Linked DNA regions of Sus scrofa: region 2 is linked to region 1. The links are chromatin contacts, called in public Hi-C maps. All regions are on one chromosome and are shown on one strand. Each heading gives the region's core, a stretch centred on a gene start, on an enhancer-like site or on the middle of the called end of the contact. The rest is flanking DNA. Distances are from core to core; before and after follow the strand shown. Region 1 holds the start of LOC102162880 (pre-mRNA-splicing factor ISY1 homolog). Region 2 holds the start of CNBP (cellular nucleic acid-binding protein).

The links. Hi-C and Micro-C count contacts between places; a contact is called where the count stands out from the background.
Region 2: a Hi-C map of skeletal muscle shows a contact between it and region 1, with 5 times the contacts expected there. The contact joins the promoter of CNBP here to the promoter of LOC102162880 in region 1. A contact is called at or near these places in 4 of 5 promoter capture datasets (fetal liver, liver and skeletal muscle), 23 of 47 Hi-C or Micro-C datasets (alveolar macrophages, brain, embryonic fibroblasts and 11 more) and 2 of 2 datasets of contacts at active chromatin or transcription factors (alveolar macrophages and skeletal muscle).

The regions. Positions count from the first base shown.
Region 1 is chr13:71,620,470-71,626,265 of Sscrofa11.1, forward strand. It overlaps LOC102162880 (pre-mRNA-splicing factor ISY1 homolog), which reads right to left and starts at 2,366. Exons shown (of 12, transcript XM_021069415.1): 1 at 2,345-2,366; 2 at 2,120-2,234. The coding sequence starts at 2,122.
Region 2 is chr13:71,703,469-71,709,187 of Sscrofa11.1, forward strand. CNBP (cellular nucleic acid-binding protein) reads right to left here and starts at 3,559. Exons shown (of 5, transcript XM_021069428.1): 1 at 2,935-3,559. It overlaps COPG1 (coatomer subunit gamma-1), which reads left to right and starts at 3,629. Exons shown (of 25, transcript XM_021069417.1): 1 at 3,629-3,784; 2 at 4,606-4,658; 3 at 5,109-5,189; 4 at 5,584-5,655. The coding sequence starts at 3,748.

The DNA.
Region 1 (5,796 bases), core at 1,116-3,615:
TTTTTTCATTTCCTTTTTATATACGTTTCACAAGGACACTACTTTAGATAAGTCACAAGCAGAACATGTGAACTAGTACAGTAACAAGAGCAAAAATCAAGACGTCCAAGTCCTGCTGAGGCTGCCCCCTCTACCTAAAATCTTTACTCCTCCACTGTCCCACCCCCTTGGCTCTAGCTAACTTCTACTCATCCTTCAGAATTCACCTGTGTCATCACCATCCCAGACAATTCTCCCATGACACCTTTTTTCCTTCTTCCTCTCTGTCTGGGTTCACACCTATCATGCACTTTCCACCCAGAATCACATGTCTGTCCCCTGCCAGTGGAATTTGTGAAGGAAAGACTGGCTTTTAAAAGGGAGATTTAGGAGTTCCCGTAGTGGTGTAACGGAAACGAATCCAACTAGGAACCATGAGGCTTTGGGTTCGATCCCTGGCCTCGTTTCAGGTTGAGGACCCCTTGTTGCCACGAGGTGTGGTGTAGGTCACAGACATGGGTTGGATCCTGTGTTGCTGTGGCTGTGGCGTAGACTGGCAATTGTAGCTCCGATTTGACCCCTACCCTGGGAACCTCCATATGCCAGAGGTACGGCCCTAAAAAGCAAAACAAAATAAAATAAAATAAAAGTAAAAGTGAGTATTATGTAAATACCGCTTCACCAATGTCAAGTCAATTATCCTTGAAACACATTGTCAGGCAGGGGCATATGTTTTCTCGGTTGTATTTTAAGTAGAAGGTGGACTTGCTGAGTCAAGGACTTGAGTTTTACTCCTGGCTCTTCCACTTAACCATCCCTGAGAAACTGCCTCTGTAAGCCTCAGTTTCCCCATCTTTATAGCAGGGACCATACCTCTTACCTCACAGAGCTGTCATGATGATTTAATAAGTAACTGAAGACATCTGGCATGCAGTTTATTTTTAAATGGAGCTGCAGCTGCCAGCCTATGCCACAGCAACTCAGGATCCAAAGCGAGGTCTGTGACCTGCACCACAGTTCATGGCAATGCCGAATCCCAGATCCACTGAGTAAGGCCAGGGATTGAACCCAAATCCTCACAGATACTAGTCGGATTTGTTTCCACTGCATCACAATGAGAACTCCCCGGCATGCAGTTTGTAGATGCTCAGCAAAAGTGAGATCGATTTAAATCTTTCTGACCCTCTTTTTCACGGGACAGAGAAACAAATTTGGCAAATGCTTATATATAAAAGTGAACACATATCTACTAAGGGATAAAACTGAGAGGCTGTCCCAGGAGAAGCCATCATCTTGAAGGCTGAGGCTGTCCTCACCTTAATTAGTCATCAAAGCCTACACATTCTAAGTATTTAATTCAGTGTTTCTCCACAATGACTCCATGCTTAAAAAACAGCATGCTGGGTACTAGAATTTTGGTCATGGTTCTTGCTTTTACGGGAACTCATAGGAACTTCCACCTCAAAACAATGTATGATGTGATGAGGGCTTGTACAACCGCAAATGTGAAGGTATGATGAGGGCAGTTACAGAAAATACCCAACCACTCCTGAAGCCAGAAACATCCAGGCCCAGGGATCCTTCTCCCGGGCTAGGGAAAGGAGAGCGGGAATGCCCCAGGCTTGTCAGAGTTCAGAAACGAAGCTCGAGGCTGAGCCGGCCAGCAGGAAGCAGCAGTACGGGACATATCGTCCAAAGCCTGGGGAACAGAAACGGCTGCTTTTGCCCTAAGGATTCACAACCTCCTGCAACGACACTATGTAGCACTCTTTCCGTTCCTGGGCGCAGACGACGCGCCAAGGCACCGAGTGAGACGTTAACTAAGCTACGGTGAAAGACCCTGTGCTCTGCGAGTGTCTATCCAGTCGGGGGAGACACACAGCAAACGGCGTGGGGCCGGCCTGGCGCCTGCCCAGCCTCGGTTTTCCCGATGAGTAACTACAGCGCTCCACACCGGCTGCGGACGACAGGGCGGTTGCCGAGGTCCAGTTTCCCCCAACTTGTGAGCGAAGACGAGACGGGAAGGGACTCCCCGCGTCACAGCCGCGGAGCTGGAGGACGCAGGCGGGCCGCCGGAGAGCCCCAGGCCGGGCACCCTCACGGCCTACCGCTCTCTCCCCTTACTCCCAACCCTACTCACCATGATGCGAGAGAGAGCGCCGCCCTTGGGCCCAGCGGCCCCAACCCACGTAGATTCACCTCCCGACGCGCGGCTAATAGGAACCGGACTTTAGTTGAAAGCACCACCAGTTTCTCTATCGGACGGAAAAATGGAAAGGACCGGAAGTGAGCGACCGGAAGCAAAACGGAGAATTGGCCTGGGGAGGGGGAGGAAATGAACGCGCATTCCCCTAGACAGCCTCACCATGGCGTTTGGACGGCGCACCAAAGCGCACGTACAAAAAAAAAAGGACGTTGGCAGAACTGCGCTTGCGCAATGTGACTGACGTGGCTGGTCCACTGGCTTTGCTCTCGCGATAAAACGCGAGATTTCTAGCAGTAACTGCTGCAACTTCGGATCTCGCTCTGCATTTGCGTCTAAGGAGGTGCGGGCTTTCGAACGCCGCAGTAGTTACGCGTCCCGCGGACCCTGTCTGATTCTGAAAGAACAGACACACCGTGTGCGGGCCTCGTCAACTCCTGCCCGCCTCTCTGGCATTTACATGGGGCCTATGCTTTTTCTGAGATTTTCTCCTGGAATCGCGGGGTCAGAGCTGGACCAGTGCTTGAGGTCACTTTCTTTTAAAATAGAAATGTAAGGTCCAAGGAAGAAAAACGCACTTACTGGAGGAGGCTGATGAGAGAGGTGGTGTATCACTGCCCGCAGAGGGGAAGTCGGTAGGTGTGTGCTGGGCACATTGCTGGGATCGGAAGGTCCTTAGTCAAGGACCGGGAAGGCAGGGGAGAGGCCACGATCCGGATGGTTCTGCTGGCTCCTCCCACAGGGTGTCAGTGTTGCAGTGAACTGTGGTGTGGAATTCAGGCGAGGGCTGGTGGCTACTTCAGCCACTTACAGCGGCTGGCCCTTTGCAAGCACGGTGCTTCGCCGCGGTTACTTCTGCCACTGGCACACCGGCCGCAGTCAGGAAGCACCACATCAGGCAGGACGGACACGTACTGGGAATGGGCACCAGGGTCAGGCCTGAACTATGACCAGTATTCTCCGTGAACGTTTAGGAGGGGCTATGGCCGTCGCACCTCCGCAGCAGCTAGATATGAGTCTGCTAATAAATAATGGCCAGTGGGAATTGAATGAAAGGAATGTGTGTCGCTTAGGCGGTACCATGCAAAGTACCCACGTTCCTTCTCTGGTGACTATGGGAACAGCCACCTTGAACTCAGAAATGAAGTATTGTGATCATTTGGATGGTCCTTCCCTAGCTGACAGCCACTTTCAGACTCCAAGGGCAGACAGTCCTTAGTACGTGGAAGTCATTGAGTTGCTGAAAGATTTCAGGCTTTACCTGGAGCCCACTACTCAATCTTCAGTTGTGTAAACCAGTAAATTCCCTTTAGTGTTGAAATCAGTGAGAGTCTGACTTCCTGGTACTTGAAACAGCATGCTGATCCATTTATCTTGCCAGTCTGCTAAAGTCCTTCCTCTGCTCATCCTGCTGCTGTTTTTTGTCTTTTTAGGGCCACACCCTCCACAAAAGAAGTTCCCAGTCTAGGGGTCAAATCAGAGCTGTAGCCGCCAGCCTATGCCAGAGCCACAGCAACTCAGGATTCGAGCCGTGTCTGCGACCTACACCACAGCTCACCGCAACGTGGGATCCTCAACCCACTGAGTGAGGCCTGGGATCAAACCCACAACCTCATGGCTCCTAGTCAGATTCATTTCCACTGCACCACTACGAGAACTCCAAGACTACCTGTCATTTGAGACAGTTCAGCCAGCCTGGATTCACAACCTCATTCCACCCCTTATTAGCTCCTATAGCCTTAGACAATATTTTTGACCTCTCATTTTTACTCTGCTGTGAAATTGGCATATTTTCTCATCCATGAAATTGGCACTTTTGCCTTATGGAGATGTGGTTTTAAAGGAGACAGTACATATAAAAATTGTTCAAGGAGTTCCCATTGTGCTCAGTGGGTTAAGGACCTGATATAGTCTCTGTGAGGATGCAGATTCCATCCTTGTCCTCACGCAGGGGGTTAAGAATTTGGCATTGCCACAAGCTGCAGCGTAGGTTGCAGATGCAGCTCAACTCCAGTGTTGCTGTGGCTGTGATGTCGGCCTGCAGCTGCAACTTGGCCCCTGGCCTGGGAAGTTTCATATGCCAAAGGTATGGCCATAAAAAGAAAAAGAATTGCTCAAAACAGATGTATGTAAAGTTCTGAATTGTTCTGAAAACCCACATGCTCTATAACCAGGTCTAGGATGTGGCCTAACCTAATTCCTGTGTCCAGTCGCCTGGGCCAGGCTAAGGGGCTTTGCAGGACTTGTAAAAGCTCATGTAGCTTTTAAATCCCTGGGTTCAAGTTGTACAGGCCTTCCCCTTACAGTAATCTTACCTTTATTTTTAATCTCCACCCTGACATCCAGCCCTGGCATAGGCTGCATGTAAGATTTGATGGTTGAACAAGTAAGAGCAGGGACTACTGGGCTGCACTGCCTTTTGTGCCAGCAGCCCTAACTTACACTGTTCCTAGCTGCCCCGTAAATTTTAACAGCACTTTTGTAGTAATAAGACTGTACTCACATCCTAGTAGCATTCACATATCTATTTATCTTATCTATCCTCAGCTGTAAACTTCTAGCCGGCAGAATGAATTTGGCCTATGTGCTGCTTTGACTTATGTTATGGTATAAAAACCGGAAAATCTCACATGAAAATCCTGATTTGGGATAACACCCACACTCCTGCACAGTAACTGTCAACACAAGTGAAAAATCCTAATGTTAGACTAGTCCATGTTGTAAGCAGGGTAGAATAATATAACACATTTGTGTGTGGACAACACACCAAAAAAAACCCTAGAGTTCCCGTTGTGGCTCAGCGGAAAGGAATCTGACTAGCACCCATGAGGACACAGGTTCAATCCCTGGCCTCGCTTAGTGGGTTAAGGATCCAGCATTGCCATGAGCTGTGGTGTAGGTTGCAGACATGGCTCGGATCTGACATTGTTGCGGCTATGCTGGAGGCTACAGCTCCGATTGAACCCCTAGCCTGGGAACCTCCATACCTCTCGGATGTGGCCCTGAATATATATATATATATAAAGCCTCCTAATATTAAAAAGACCTTTGCCAGCTCTGTCTTACACAAGTAATAACAGAGGGAGTACTTTGGCCTAACACTCGAGTGTATGTCCCCCAGCACCCAGGTAAGGGCCTCAGATACTGTCACTAAAAAAGAGCAGGTGCAAAAGAAAAAAATGCCTCCCTAGGGATGTCTACATCCCAGCCCCCTAAACCTATGAATACCTTACATGGCAAAAGGAACTTTGCAGGTGTAATTAAGGGACTTGGGGTGGGAAAGTTGTCCTCAATTACCCAATGGCCCCAGTGTCATCACAAGGATCCTTGTAAGGAGGCCATGAGTCAGAATTGGAGGTAAGGAGTTCCCATCATGGCTCACTGGAAATGAATCTGACTAGTATCCATGAGGACACAGGTTTGATCCCTGGCCTTGCTCAGTGGGTTAAGGATCCAGCTTTGTCATGAGCTGTGGTGTAGGTCAAAGACGAGGCTTGGATCTGGCACTACTGTGGCTGTGGTGTAGGCCAGGGGCTACAGCTCAGATTTGACCCCTAGCCTGGGAACTTCCTTATGTTGCTGGTGGGGCCATAAAAAGACAAAAAAAAAAAAAA
Region 2 (5,719 bases), core at 2,309-4,808, 84 kb after region 1:
TCGGTCCCTGCCCTTGCTCAGTGGGTTAAGGATCCGGCGTTGCCGTGAGCTGTGGTGTAGGTTGCAGACGCGGCTCGGATCCCACGTTGCTGTGGCTCTGGCGTAGGCCAGTAGCTACAGCTCCGATTAGACTCCTAGCCTGGGAACCTCCATATGCCGCGGGAGCGGCCCAAGAAATAGCAAAAAGACAAAAAAAAAAAAAAATACAGAAAGTGCATTTGTACCCCTGGCCCCATTTCCCCTAATGGTAACATCTTACAAAACATAGATCAAAGGGATACAATTGAGTCTGGAAATAAACCCACACATTTATGATCAATAGTTTTATGACAAAAGTGCTAACACAATTCAGTGGCAGAGAGGCTAGTCTTTTCAACAAACAGTGTTGTGACAGTGGGTGTCCACAAGCAAAAGAACGAAGGTGGACCCCTACCTTATACAAAACAAATTCAAAAGTGGCCAAGACCTAAATGTAAGAGGTAAAACTATAAAACTCTTAGAAGAAAACAGAGGGATAAATCTTCAGGACCTTGGATTAAGAATGATTTCTTAGGAGTTGTGGCTCAGCAGTAACAAATCAGAGTAGTATCCATGAGGATGTAGGTTTGATCCCTGGCCTCGCTCAATGGGTTAAAGGATCTGGCATTGCTGTGGCTCTGGTGTAGGCCGGCAACTACGCCTCCAATTCAATCCCTAGCCTGGGAACTTCCATATGCCATGGGTGTGGCCCTAAAAAAATAAAAAAAGAAAGAATGATTTCTTAATATATGACACTAAAAACATAAGAAAGAAAAACAGATAAATTGGACCTCACCAAAGTAAAAAGCTTTTTTTGTGTTTCAAAGGACATGACAAAGTAAAAAGACAACCTACAGAATGGAAGAAAGTATTTGCAAGTCATACTTTTTTTTTCTGAGGCATATGGAGGTTCTCAGGCTAGGGGTTGAATCGGAGCTGTAGCTGCCAGCCTACACCACAGCCACAGCAACGCAGGATCCAAGCCTTGTCTGTGACCTACACCACAGCTCAGGGCAACGCCAGATCCTTAACCCACTGAGCAAGGCCAGGGATTGAACTTGTGTCCTCATGGATGCTAGTCAGATTCATTTCTGCTGAGCAACGACGGGAACTCCACAAATCACACATTTAATAAGGGTCTAGTATCCATACAATATAAAGAACTCATAACTCTTTGATAAAAAAGATAGCTCAATTTAAAAATGGGCATGGGATTCGAACAGACATTTCTTCAAAGAAGGTGTACAAATGGCCAAAAGTATCTGAAAAGATGCTCAATGTTACTAGCCATCAGGGAAATGCAAATCAAAACCACAATGACATACCGCTTCACAGCCACTATAATTGCTAAAACACAAAGACAATAAGTGTGGTTGAGGATGGAGAAATTACAACCTTTAATACACTGCTCATGGGAAAATTTAATGGGGCAGATGCTTTGGAAATCAGGCAGTTTCTCAAAAAGTTAAACAGAGTTATCACACCACCAGCATTTCTACTCTTAGGTATCTACTCAAGAGAAAACATGTCACAAAAATTTATACACAAATGTTCATAACAGCATTATCTACAGAGGTAAAAAAGTGGAAACAACTCAAGTGTCCTTTAACTGGTGAATGGATAAACAAAATGTATATGTATCCGTAAAATGGAATATTATTTAGCAATTAACAAGAGTGAAGTACCGATTCATGTTATGATGTGGATGGACCTGGAAAACACTATGCTAAGTAAAAGAAGCCAGATACACAAAAGGTCATACAATGCATGATTCTATTTACATGAAATATCCAGAATAGGCAAATGCGTACAGACAGAAAACGGATCAATGGTTGGGGGGGAGGAGTGAGGGATGGAGAATGTTCTGGAATTAGTGGTAATGGGTGTAGCCTTTTGAATATACTAAGAATCATTGAACTGTACGCTTATAAAAGGGTAACATTAAGGTATGAGGATTATACCTCAATTTTTTAAAAACTAGTAAAATTAATAAAAAATATTATCACAATCAGGATATTGCTATTATCCAATTTACAAATCTTATTCAGAGTTCCCTAATTGCTCCTATACTTTCTGTACTCTGTTTCTACAAAGGACTTAACAATTATCATGAAGAATGTACATTACAGTTAAAAAAAAACCAATAAAACCCTATAATTATATATTAGCTTATACACAGAGCTGGAGTCACAACACACAATTCTCATTGTAAAAATTAGTATTATAAAAATTTTCCTTGGTATGTGATTTTACAGAATTCATATCACACTCTGAAAGGATATTTTAACTCAACACAATTCATCTATATTTCATCTTTTTAACAATCCAAATCTCTGGGGTTCTTTTCTGGTTTTTAATCACGAGCCATGTTTATTTAACCTTAACTATGAACTCTTTTACACCTTGCTTTTCCCTTTTGATGTCTCACTTTATATAAGAAGCTTGGATACTGCCTCACAAGTCATCAGAAATATCCCTTTATAAATGATGTGGATGACAGCATCCGATGGACGTCCTACAATTCCCTTAATCATCCACTTATTGCTGGACATTTAGGGTGTTTCCGATTATCTCGCTGCAAACTGCTGCAGTGGGCAACTTAACTCTTGAGAATTTTCTACGGACAAGGGGTGGGGTTAGAGGTTAAAGATTTTGCTCATCTTTCTGGCTCTTTACAATTTTTGGTGCAAGACTCGCACTTCCCTCGCCGCGCTACCCCGTCACTCCGCTGCGTCCAGCCAGGAGCCTCAGCCTCTGCAATGCCAGACCCAGAGGTTGACCCCTCCCCATCACCTGGGGGCCCCGCCCTAACCGCCCCCACCCCAGGACCTGGACCCCCGCCCGGGCTCATCTAGGTTCCCTCCACACCGCCCCTCCGGCCAGCCGACTTCTGCCCGCCGCCGCGCAAGTCCTGACCTTGGCCCGGGAGTGTCCTCACAGATCCGCGGAGAGTGACCCGGGGCGCCGTGTTTTCCCTTCCAGTCCCTTCCAGTCCCCAGCGCTAGGCGACGCATCCAATAGGTGCTGGCAAAATACTCGAAGATTGAAAGAGCACATTGAAGTTGCTGCGCAGTAGATAAGTAGATCTCAGTTTAGTTAGATCCCTGGAAGTTAACGCGGTACCAAATGGTTCGCACCTGGAGCAGGTGTGAGCGCGGTGCGCAAAGGTGAATTGTAAGAGCCACTTCATGCGTTATTTCAAGCAACAATTTACTGAGCATGTACCGTGCGCCAACATCATCCACGGCAGGGAGTAAAAGAGCAATCAAGGACGAATAGAATATAGTGTCTTGGACGACCATTCGGGCTAGGCAGAAAAATCCGGCCGGGAATGGGGCTGAAAGTGAGGTGAGGCTGGCAGGCCTACCGGAGAAAGTGACAAGACATGTAGCATCTCGGAGGTGGGCCTCCTCTCCTGCCAGAGTGCTAGGGCCTCGCCTCTGGGAGTCCGTTTAAACTCGCGCCACCAGGCGGTGAGGCGTGGACGTCTATAAGCGGAGGAGGCCGTAAGGTCCGGAGTTTTAGCCCCGGCTTCTCCCCAGCAGGGACGGGGTTAACGCCCGACGCGGCGGCGGCACGTGCGCATGCGCAGATCGCGGAGTGCGCCTGCGCATAGCGCCGGGCGACGTGGCCAGCCGGAAGTGGCTGGAGCTGAACTGCTACCGGACTGTCGCTGCCAGCTGCAGGGTCCCTCTGTGAGTGCTGTTTCGCGCTCCCGCCGGCACCACCATGCTGAAGAAATTCGACAAGAAGGACGAGGAATCGGGTGAGGGGGGCCAGGCCCGGGGGAGGCCTGACCGCGCAGACTCCCAGCACCCTCCCCACCGGGCCCCCTTTGGGGCCTCTGTCCTGCCCCGAGGCCCAGGGAGGAACAGCGGCTTCTGTGAGGTCCGTCGCGGGTCAGCAACAGGCCTCGGAGAGCCTGAGCATGCTCCATTGCCTTGCACTCGGAAGCTCCAGCCACGATTCTCTGAGTGACCTTGGACGGGTCACTCGCTTCTCTGGGCCTCAGTTTCCCCTTCTGTCCAAGGAGGGGCCGGGTGGGGAAAACAGTGCTTCTCTGAGGGTTCGCTGGGGCTGCGTTAGTGCTGGCTGCACTGGGACGTGGTCTGAGGAGCCAGGCCCTTTTCAGTGCCCTGTCACTGCAGTAGAGCAAGTGACACACTCAGTGCCCAAGTCGGGAATGTTAGATAGGTCACAGACATAGTGGTGGAGACAGATATCAGTCAAATAATCACTTGTATAACTTACAAGCATAACACCTGCTATGAAGAAATTCTAATCACTGGGAGATGGTGGTCCCACCCGTAGTAGGGACCCGGTTAAGTACCAATTGCATAAATGAAAATATGGCACTATGAGAGGCACAGGAGGACTGTGCAGGGCTGCTGGGTGAAGTGGTTTGCAGTGGCAGGAACCCCCTTGCAGGAGAGTGGCAGGATCTATTGGCAGGTTGTGATTGCCATTCTGAGAAGTTGGTACTTCATTGGATGGACAGTGCGACATCTTTCCCTTGATTGCGACTGGGAGAATTTTGAAATTCAGAGTCGCAACCTGTACTCAGTCCTCTCTGTTCTCTGACAATAGGTGGAGGTTCCAACCCATTCCAGCACCTCGAGAAGAGTGCAGTGCTCCAGGAGGCAAGTGTTATTTGCTCCCCTGTCCCTTCCATCATAAATGTCCACACTCAGAGTGATCAAAATACTAACACATTCAAAGTTCTGGTTTAAAGAACAGTAGGGGAAAAAAACCTGTTCTTGGAAAAACAGGGAAACTTTGTTCCTGGAGAGAGTTCATTATGCTTATCTTTTTTTTGTTGTTTGTCTTCATTTCCCCTTCCAGTTATTTTATAAGTATCTGTTAGTCATTAAGTAAGCACATCACCAGCTAATATGGAAAATTTCAGGAGTTGTTAATAAATGAATTAAGAAAAAAGCAAAACAAAACTCTTTCTTATGAAAATTAGGTTACCTGGCCAGTGTGTCTATTTACCTGGGACTTCTCCAATCTTGAATGTGTTTGAGGGTAGTCATGGAAGGGAAAGAAATTGAACTAGAAGATCGTAGTCTTTCTTGGTTGCTTCTTCTTAGGCCCGTGTGTTTAATGAAACCCCCGTCAACCCTCGGAAATGTGCCCACATCCTCACCAAGATCCTTTACCTCATAAACCAGGTAACAGGGTGAGGCTTGGGGGTGGGGAAAACAGTGCTGGGTATATGTCGGGGAGTTGCACGGCCCATTTGTGCTTGTAGCCAGCAGCCTAGCTCTAGATACCCTCAGCATCTACCTCTGATGTGTTACTGGGTTTTGTTGTTGTTGTTGTTGTTTTATGTTTTGGCTGTGCCCATGGCATGTGAAAGTTCCCAGGCCAGAGATTGAACCCTTGACTCAAGCCGCTGCAGTGACAGTGCCAGATCCTTAATGTGCTGTGACATCGGGGAATTCCTCCTGTGTTGCTCTTCATGGAGCCTGTGCAGGATCTGAGGATATAGCCAGGGCTGATCTGGCAGGAAGAGCCTTCTGACCCATCTGTGCCAAGCTGAGACCTCTTTCTTCATTACAACAGGGGGAGCACCTGGGGACCACTGAAGCAACTGAAGCCTTCTTTGCCATGACCAAACTTTTTCAGTCCAATGATGTAAGTGCCCCCACCCCTGCTCTCCTCCAAAGGGAGCAGCTGGGACAAGGTGGTGGGAGGGCCA